Regions from separate parts of the Dromaius novaehollandiae genome. Here region 2 is linked to region 1. A link is a contact called in public Hi-C data. All regions are on one chromosome and are shown on one strand. Each heading gives the region's core, a stretch centred on a gene start, on an enhancer-like site or on the middle of the called end of the contact. The rest is flanking DNA. Distances are from core to core; before and after follow the strand shown. Region 1 overlaps PLCXD2 (phosphatidylinositol specific phospholipase C X domain containing 2). Region 2 holds the start of LOC112996776 (OX-2 membrane glycoprotein-like).

Region 1 (5,459 bases), core at 1,172-3,671:
TATGGGCTATGATGTGTAACAGGAGAAAGGCAGTTCACATTGCTTAGGCTGGTTTAGGACTGCCCTAGAAACAATCTTGTAGAAGAGGATCATGCCTATTTGCTGATTACCCTACTGACCACCAAGCACATCACATTCTTCACATGGAAGCATACCACCAAGCACTGTTCTGAAGGCCAAACCTACAGCACTCTTTTCTTCCTCCCTACTTCATCAATAATTCAAAAAGCTATTTCCCACTTCTCCTCTGCTAGCATTCCTAAATCTTAGCACTCCTTTGTCCCATTTCAAGAGGCAAGAGTCAGCAACAAATATGTTCAAGAAACTTTCCAGTTTCTATTTGAATATATCTAAACCAAAGCCCTGAGTTACAATCATCTCATCTCTATTCAAATAAATACAGCTGAAGGACTAACAACTCAATCATTACTCTGTGCACACACAGTATAAATATTGGCTAGGCCTGATAAATCTCTTCTGAGGTAGATATATACAGTACAAAATATATTAAGGGTCAAATGCAAACATTATACTTTACCTTCTAGCCTTGTCCTCCACTTCTACAGGAAGTCTTACAAATGTATTATTCATTTCCATTTTATCTGCATTCATACCGGGTTTTTTGAGTTCTGAGCTCTAAGACTATTTGTAACTAAAAGACCACTGAAAACAAACCTGTAACATTTATTACTAGAGTTTGAGCCATGAGAAAAGTAAGTTAACACAAATTTCAGCTAAATGAAATCTACATGTTTTAAATAACTTTGCAGACAATAAAGCTGTTCAAAACAGGTTGCAACAGTTTCATCAACAAACAGTAAAAATCTTCTGCTGGAATTTTCAAACAAAGTTTAAAAAAACCTAAAAGTTGATTTTCAGTTTCCCAGAACTGCTTTCCATTACTTGTCCCCCCTTGCTGAAACACAAAAGACAGATTTAAAAAACAGATCCTCCATTTCCTTAGAAAAAAGATTCAGTTAAAAAAAAAAAAAAAACTCTAATGAAAAACATGCAAACAGATAAATCAGATTACAGTCTGCTCAGACCTCGGCCAAGGTTCACATGGAAGGTTTGCAAACTTTAGATAATCTTGTCCGAGTTCAGAGCTTGCAACAAACAAGCAAAATGCTTTTAGATTTTTCAGTACTGTGACACCATAATGGCAGACACAAGATAGGAATACACAATACAGATTCACTTTTTTTTTGGAATAGAACATCTATAATGACAATCTGTTCTCTTAAGTAACATAAGGAGATTAAAATAAGTTCATAATCACTGAATAATTAGTGCACCCAACAGTTGCTTTAGGAAGACAACTGAGCAGAGAAGTATCTGCTAACCAGTCACTTGTTTAAACCCTAAGATAAATCAGACTGTAGGACTGCTATCAGTTAGTCAGTTAAGTACTGATATGTACCAACATGTGACTGTCAAACACGTGGTAATGTTTTGCTGTGGATCAACACAAAAATGATTATGACTACATAAAGAATTAGCACCACTGCCTGCCTACATGTGGCTATTCCTTAGTCACAAGTGGGTACAGGCTGAGAAAATACTTCCACTGTAGCTGTTCTTAGCACATCAGCTCTCTGACATCAAGCATAACATTTGGATCAGATCTTGGAATTCACCACTGCACTGCAAACATCAGATTCGATATTTGGGTTTTGAGAAGTCCTTATCAGGCCCAGTTTTTTTTGAACAAACTTCCACTTGGCCCTCCTCTTTTCACAAAAGTATCTGCGTGAAAAGTTTTCCCCAAAGAAAATTCAATATATGGAAAAAACACAAGTGAACCACAAGCAAGAGAGAGAGGCTGCTGGGCAGTTTCTTGAACGCCTCACAACAGAAATTGACTTGTGAGTTACGAGTCTCATGATCTGTAACTGAAACTTTCTCCAAATTACCAAAATAATTCCAAATAGGAAATACACTCTCAAACACAACTGCAGTATGTGCATTAAAATAAAGAAGTCCAGAAGAAGAGCTTGGAGTCCAAAGAGGCAGAGTGTTACAAGCCTTTACATCTCAGGCCCAAACTACAGTTAGAGTATTCAATATAAGCATTAACAGCTCTCTCTGAACAAAAGCAATATTGTTTCTTCAATTAAGTCAGAGGTAGTGCCCAGAACAGTGTAACGAATATTACAGCAGCTTCCAGCTGAAACCAGCTAAGCCTGAGGTGGCCAGAGAAACAATATGACCTTAGGTGGCCTGGTAAAACTGCTGCTAGCAGCACCAGCAGTGATCCTGGGTTTGAGTCCTTGAGTTGAGAAACAAGCAGGATGCACACACGAAGACACAGTGCGTCCAGTCACCAGGGAGACGCATACAGTAATTGGGTACATCTGCTTCAGAGGCCAGCCTCTTGTTGGCAGGCAGACAACACTGTACTGCAGCAGATGTGTGCATAACTTAGTCAAACATGTAGCCACAAAAAGCCAGGCAGCAGCACTCAGACAGTACTTTGTGTTCCAGTCAGACCTACACATCAGTGAGAAAAGAGACCCTCCTGGATATGATTTTTAACCATACTTCTAGATATTTTTTTTTCCTAGATAAACAGGTTACAATAATTTCACTTAATAAAAAGTTTAGAAGCAAGTGAAGATCTCCACTGTGGGTACAATAAGACACAATCAGGATTTACTTGCAGTTTCATCGTCTTCTAAAAGAAGATCATTTAATGCAATAACTGTAGCAGCAAAGTCAACCAGCTCCACAAAGTCTGATGTAATTATGTTAACACCCATAACACCTGGTTTCTGTGTTTTTACCCAGTTCAGAATCATAGGCAGGTTCCTAAAGAGAATGAAAGAAAAAAATTATACAGTTTTAAAGACATTCATCTGTAAGCGCTCTGCTTATTTTAAATATTACATGAAGTTTGTGGATTATGTTAATAATCTCACATTTGTGATCATGTGCTGACTGGCCCCTATGAAATGCAACCAGCCTGATAAGAAGAGTGCTTAACATGGCATGTGGTTATTAGATGCTAATCATTCGGCACAAAAATATTCTTCAGTTTTTGATCAAAATTACCATTCATACAAAGCACAAATCATGGACTCTCTCTTCACTGAACAGACTGTGCTTCAGGATTTAATGGGGCACTACGATTTCCTCCATCCTGGTTTGTTTTTGCTCAAGTACATATTGATGAAAAGCTTAATTACACACCAGCAGGACTTGCATGAGGATTCCAGCATGGCCCAAAGGAAAGCTAGATCTGGCCCAAAATGTTTCCCACCCAGCCAGAAGCCTTTGCCTTAGGAAAGGGCTATTGGGTCAGTGTGCTCTGCACTTGCACCAAACACCAGTTTTCAGTCTCTGGACCCAACTCAGAGCAGTGGGATCACAGAAATCAAACCTGCACTCTAGCCCTCAGCTCTGTCAAGGCTGAGCATCTCATCACACATTATTGTAACTGGAGGAAAAGTGAGGCGTGTTGGGAGTTGTTTTAATACTACAGTGGGGAGAAATTTCAGTCATTTCTTGGACAGAGTGCAAGTCAGGAGTCTGTACAAGCTTCTGTACGCTAATATGCAAGCCCCAGGGATTTCAGCAGTTAGAGACAAAAGAATGACCAAATATATTACAATTATGTACATTAGTACCATAATATGCAAACAACATTGAGATGACAGCAGACAAGCAAATTAGTGAACAGAACAGCCTCCCGCCCCTCCCCCCCCCCCCCAAGAAAACACCCCACAGCTCTCAGATTTATGCATCAGCCAGGATGTGTAAACATTCATGCTTTAGCAAACACTGGCCTCTATTTTAATCTTTCATAGCTTACTTTCAAACAAGTAAGTGGAAATGAAGGGGACAGGAACAGAGCTACACAAAGCTTCCTACATATCAGGGGGCTAACAAAGTTCAGAGCTGTGCCAGGAATCACTGTTGAAACAAAAGAGCTTGGATATCCTATGAAGTTATCTTACTCTTTACTGGTTTAAAAAACCACCCTGAAATTCAGTATGATCTTTCTTACTTTAATCATGAGACAACAGCATATTAAACATACAGTACAGAGATACTAGTTACACCCATGTTTCCTGTTAAATATATCTACCAACAATACAATACTTATTTAGACTTGTGCAGCTTATTAACAGCAATTGCCAGTCTTGAGCACCATCTAGTGTTTAATACAAAACACAGGTTTTGGTAAAGATCAAGCTTAAGAGAATACCTGAATAAATTGTGACAAATATCATTTGGATTTAATTATCCTTTGCCAGACTAATTCCTGTATACAGGAAGGAGACCAACTCCTCCATGGTTTATATTTCACCTAGAATTTCAGTAGTTCTATCAACAACTTTTCTGGTTGTGGAACCACAATGCTCATTCTTTTTCAGAGAGGATTTTTAAGAAAATACATTATATTGACTGACTTCAAAATAATACTGTAATTACTACTGAAGTGATCAATGATTCTCCCAAAGGAACTATGAACTGGCTGTCAAGACACAGATGTGTTTATCTTGCTGCTTAGTATTATGCTCAGTTGCTCAGATGATCACAATGACAGTCAGAGCAAATTAAGGCAGTTGTGAGCATCTATACAAGTGTTATCTGGAATCTGTTACATCATTGTATCACTAACAGCTTGTCTTGACAAAACAGTCAATATGAAATAGCAAGCCAGGAGACCAGATCCCAACAGGACTGTTACAGTTTTGGCAAATAGGCTAAAAGGTGATAATATCACAAAATAAAATAAATGAAGTTACATGGATCTGATCTTGGTCATAATTATGTTGTTAATGCTATTAAGAGTTACTGGCATTCTGTGCTACTCACAGCAGACTCCTCTTCTAATGGTATTAATAGACAAATGGTACAACAGTCAGTGGCAGGGGGAAAAAGATTACTCATTTTGTTTCTGGTGAAACAGAATACCCAAAATGCAAAAAAATACTGCCCCAGGTCACATATCTTTGGCCATTACCAAAATCACCAAGTCAGACATGTACAAAAAGAAATGCAGAACTTAGCCCACAGTAAATGCAGCCTTGTTTTCCTCTGTGGTACAAGCTTTTCTTCCCTAAATTCAAATCCAGCCAATTTGGAAATAATTATTAATTTGAAGCTACAGGTCTAGTCTATATTTCATGAAATCATATTCAAAGAACTCCAGATACCAGGAAATGCACTTATGCTTACATATATTCCCTGTTACTGAAGGCAACTGGAAATAAAGTAATTCATGATTTTTAAAATGACTGCAAATATCTGGCATCAGCAACAGTAATAAAATAAAATTGCATGTTTCCTAAAAGTTCATCAAGTCATATTTTTTCATTTGTCTTGCTCACTCATTGCCTCTTCAACATGAAAGGTGTTAAGTTAAAAATCTGAGAGATCAAGTCCTTACCTATGAACAAGTGTATTCTTCAGACCACGGATTAGATGCCGTGCAATAGTTTTCACTCGAGGCG
Region 2 (5,113 bases), core at 1,676-4,175, 320 kb before region 1:
TATAGGGGTGGGTGTCCCCACCTCCAAATGCTTCTCCAGCAGATCCTGTGTCACATCTACCAGGTCCATGTATATGTCTCAGCTATCTAATGTACCTCGGATAGGACCAGCGATCTGTATTATCCTTATTTTTTCCTGGCCCATACTCTCACTGGTGAAGCTTCAGGAATCAGAGATCAGACCTCCAACAATTTGCAGACAGACAAGAGGAAATCCAACTTACCACTTGCTTTTCCAAGCACAACACAAAACAGACTCAGAAGCAGAGCCTGGAAAGTCATTTTGGAAGGCAGAATCCCCTTCACCTGAAGAGAGATGAGAAGAGATGTACAACTTAATAACAGATCATCTTCCAGTGATACCACCTCTCCACGGTGTGAGTATTACAGTTGCTTTGTCACATAAGAAAAATGTATTTATGAATGGCAGACAGCAAATTTCACAGGTCCTACTACACAACATAAAAATTGCTGAGATGAAGGAGCAAAATATTGTGTGACAGAAGTTAGAAAGGCATTCATTTTCTGAATTGTTCCTGAAGGACTCACATTTATAGCCAGAATTGCAAACAGCAGTTAACTCTTTCATAGAGCACTTGCTCATGGATACTGAATTACTGAAGGGATGAATTCATGCATGCAAAGCAAAGCAATGGGTTTAATTTAAACATGCATTTGAAACCCTGTCTCTTGTAGCTCAGAGACCCACCTGAGCAGATAAAAAATTGTATAGATTCTCACTGTGATAGTAGAAAGGTCTAAACAAACATTAGCAGCAGAAGATGAGCAGAAATAGTTACTCGCTGTTTCTTCCAGCACAAACACTAGGTGACACCTAATTTAACTGCTAAAAGTGGACCATTTCAGATGAACTGAAGGAAGTTCTTGTTAACGCAACAAACAGTTTAGTGGTGGGACCCATTAACGCAGAGTTTTTGTGATCACTGCAAGGGTTCAAGCTGTGCACAGGTTTAGAAAGAAACTGGATTGTTGAGCCAGTAGAGTTGTTCAGATATCCCTAGGGAATGATTTTCCCCCCCCCCGTGTCCCCCGCCCTTATTTTATTAATCAACAAGTTATCCATTAATATCAAAGGCCAACTGTTGCAGCAACTCACTGAGAGGAGAGCTGTGCAGGGTGCCCAGTGGCTTCCACAAAACGCCCGATGTATTGCTTGCAATTTATGAAGCAGCAGATGCCCCGGGACTAGCTGGAGCAGTGGGAGAGAGGTAGAGTTTGCACGAGAGACAGAAGGGTTAAATTGGAAGAATCTTCTCTGAGGGCTTCAGGACTCTCCATCTGCCCAAAACATAATGAACTGGGGAACCTCTGGGGCATACTGCACCTACTACATACAAATATATTCTCAAGGAGGGGGAGTGGCAAAAGAGAGGTTGTGTTTCTGCTTTCCTTACTGAATAACTCTTGACTTGCTCTTCATTCCCTCAATCAGTTAATGCTGCCATAATACAACTGCCTTGTTGACCTGCCTGGAACTGAAGCTTGCATCATATAAGCGGAAAAATTTATTTGACAAAAAGTATTTTTGTAACACATATCACGTACCCCTGAACTTCTTGCCAGTATCAGCAAGGCTAGCTGATGCTTCTTGGCAATGTGTCCTATCAAGAACACAGACAAACTCCAACTCTTACAAGTTTTTCACAACATGCAACAAACAGAAAACTGAAGGAACTGTAAGCATTTTCTGTGTTATCATAGTATTCTAGAAAGCAAGGGCTGACGAATAAATGAAGGAGAAGGAGAAAGGAAATTGCTTTTAAAAAACAAATTACCAGCAAACTTGTGCACATAACACACACGCACACACTTGAAGTAGCCTGCCCTTACATTTTAAACTCTCTGGGCCAAAACAACTCCTTACACAACTCCACAGCTAAGAAGCATGAATGCACACTAAGTTCTTAAACATAAAATCAAGAAATAAGAATTTGTCAGCAACAAGCCAAATGAGTAATGAACTTGCCAGACGATAGAGCATAGTCAGATACTTCAGCATGGCACTAAAATGTTCAGACAGATATTCCTAAAAATATGCAAAAATTAATGGCCAGTATAAAAGACCAGAGAGAAGTTTCTGGTTGCCAAATGTTTATAAACCCCAGAAAGATGTGCTACACCTTCAGGAAAGCACAATTTTCAATAATATTCTACTATCTCGCTGCTTTAGCATCTGGTGAATTCCTTCACACACCATTGCTCTGACCCACCATAGCTACAAGATGTCCTACAATGAGGAACCAGCATATCCTGCAGCTGTACCGGTCACAAAAAAGTCCCTCTAAGTCAGAGACCTATTCTAGTGTACTAGGAGGGAAAAGCAAAAGAAAAGGCGTAAGAGCAGGGCAAGTAAAAAGCGATCCTTCCCATGCTCTGCTCTTTCAAATTGCATCTCAGAAGTTTCCTGAGCTACAGACTGTGTCCCCACTGCTGTATTTAATTGCCCTCAGTGACCTTTTATGATTCTTTTCCAATCAGCTTTTAAAAACCTTTCATACTTTTGGCGAAGTATACTTTTTAAAGCAAAACGCGCAGGTCTAACGGCGGCCGGAGCCCACGCACCACTGCATTACGATATCCAGAAACACTCGGAGCACAGAAACGGCTCAAGCCCCTGCAACCCCCTCGCCCCCCCAACCCCTCCGGTGTTCAGTGCACTTTACCGTCCGGACAAACCGCAGCTTGTGCCCGGCTGCGAGCTGCAGCGCGGCCGCTCTGGGTGCCAGCCGCGGGATCTCCGACGCTAATCTCCGCGCTCGGTGGCTGAACACATTTAAGGAGAGGAAAAAACAAAACAAACCCCCAAAATAGCAAAACCCGAGAAAAACCCGCGCGGAGCCGGCGCTTACTCGCGGCGGTGTCCCGGGGGCGCAGACGGCCGGGCAGCCATCCGGGGGCTGCGCTGCGCCTCCCGCCGCGGCGCCCCCCCGGGCAGCGCCGGGCCGGCTGGGCCGGGCCGGGCCGGGGCCGCCTCCCCGGGCCACCTCCGCTGCACCGCCCCGGGGCCGCCCCGCGGCACCGGAGCAGCGCTGCCGGCTGGCGACCCACCGCCGGGCGGGCCGGCACCGCCGCCCCCTGAGCCCCGACGGCCAAGCCGAGCCGCGCCCGGCGGTCCCTCTCGCAGCGCTTGGGCGAGCAGGGTGCTGCTGACCGCCGCCGCCGTGTCCTCGCCCGCACGGCCGCCCCTCTTGCTGCCGGCGGCGGCCGGGTCCTGCTCTGCCCGCCGGGAAGTCGCACGGACACCAGCCACCTCCTTGTTCTGCTTGTGCCTGGCGGGCTTGGAGGGGCATCGGCTCCGCAGTCCTCCAGGGACGGGCTGGAGGCCAGGCCAGGCTGTAGCTGCCCGGACCCTCCTCCTCCAGGACATGCGCGACATTTGCCTTGTCGCTCCCATGATGGGTTAGGGGTGACAGTGGTCACGGAGTTGGGCTTCAGCCTTGCACACCAACAAGGAGAGCCTATTGTGGGTCCGTGGGTCCATGCCCTGCTCTTTTTTAATCACCCAGCAGCAAAACTATAAACACATTTTAGCATCTGCCAGGGCTCAAGTGCCTCTGGAATCTGCTGAAAATGATTTCCTTCCCCTAAGGGCTGAACTGCCAGGAATATAACAGGCTGTTTTCCTCCTTCAGCCTTTGTGTTTTTATCAGGAACTCCAAGTACTCCCTCCATTTTTCCTTCAAGGATTACTAATATTAACAAAATTAACTGATTGTTCTCTGAACTGCTTCAGCTAAGAACACAGTAAACACTGAAAGACCGTAAGATTTTAACAATTCCAGGACTCTAAACACAGAATTAATTCCAATTGTTCCCCAAGACGGATGATCACACTGCTTTTGAGAAAAGGATTGCAGCATAAAACAGAACTCCCGTCTATTTTTAAAGAAATTTTGGATTGTATTCCAACATGCAACAAAGCAAAGTGTTTCTATGTTCAAAGCATATTCTTCCCTGATTTCACTTTGATGTTAATAATAAAAATTCATTCCTGGTGGAACTGTTACAGATTTTCATACTGTCATAAAACAGGAAAACAATAATCCAATGGCAGCAAGATGATGGAATAATAATAATAAACTACAAAAATAGTTAAGAACTGTGACATTCACAGGTGCTGGGTTGTGAATACCCAGTGTTCCAGAAAGTCGGGTTTCTTGGACTGTATAAATTTCTTGATCTCATTTATTGCAAAGCCTCACTGAAAGTTATGTAACAAATCTACTAAAGTTATCGTCAACCTGGAAAATATGGATTTTTTTTCTTAATTATCACAAATTGGAATATTAACTGCTAGCAACAGGTCAATAGCCGGGCCATCATCACCAATGAAGTTTTGAGCGCTAAGACTAGGGTGATTCTTTTCTGGACCCTCAAGCCAGATAAGCAAAAAATACCTTCTTTCTGACATGAGGCTGAAGGAAGTTTGTGTAAAAACTCAGTGAAAAATCTTAGGGAAATGGGAGGTGATTTTATTATACAGAAATTTCTAAGCAAGCTGATTTTACACACAGTCTCATACTCGCAAGCACAAAGTCGCAGCAGTGGGGGGGCTCAGGGGATGCTCTCTGTCGAGCCCTCGCCGTGTCTTCTGGGTTCCTCTGTGTTACTGATGACAAACTGATTTTTGGCCATGTCTTTTATATCTTTGGGAGTGGTCTTTGGCTATTATCTTCCTGTTGGGCTAAGAGGAAAAGCGATGGGGTGGGTGATACACTGCAATCTCCCTGCCGCCTTCCTGTTGTTATACTGTAGGATCGCCCATCTACAGGTTGTTTCTGTTGTAATTTTATCAGAACTCTGTCCTGGGCTTGACGGAAACAACCCATTTCTCAAACTGATCAACTAATGAGAGCGTCCTTTGTTATCAATACACAGCACTGTGTCTGCTGCTTGCTGTTTCTCCTGGTGCTTTCACAAATGCAGATACACATTTGTGTTCATACTTCATTCGCAGCAATTTAAAAATTTCTGTTACAAGGCTCTAGAAAGCCTCCTGTTTTAAAGCATCAGTGCTCATGGGGGAAAAAAAAGAAAGCTGGACATGAGACAATTTCAAGACCCTGCCAAAGTTTTTTGACAAAGATGCCTTT

The links. A called contact is a pair of places that touch in the nucleus more often than the background predicts.
Region 2: a contact with region 1 is called in a Hi-C map of liver, with 4 times the contacts expected there. The contact joins the promoter of LOC112996776 here to the enhancer-like site in region 1. A contact is called at or near these places in 2 of 4 Hi-C or Micro-C datasets (brain and liver).

The regions. Positions count from the first base shown.
Region 1 is chr1:99,221,878-99,227,336 of bDroNov1.hap1, reverse strand. PLCXD2 (phosphatidylinositol specific phospholipase C X domain containing 2) reads right to left here. Exons shown (of 4, transcript XM_026112393.2): 3 at 5,396-5,459; 4 at 1-2,808. The coding sequence ends at 2,646. Among named protein-coding and RNA genes, the nearest start is that of PLCXD2, 19 kb to the right of the region's middle. Within about 2 kb of position 2,421, at least 1 of the 2 cell types and tissues checked has open chromatin away from gene starts, as enhancers often do.
Region 2 is chr1:99,540,139-99,545,251 of bDroNov1.hap1, reverse strand. It overlaps LOC112996776 (OX-2 membrane glycoprotein-like), which reads right to left and starts at 2,925. Exons shown (of 6, transcript XM_026122445.2): 1 at 2,870-2,925; 2 at 224-305. The coding sequence starts at 281.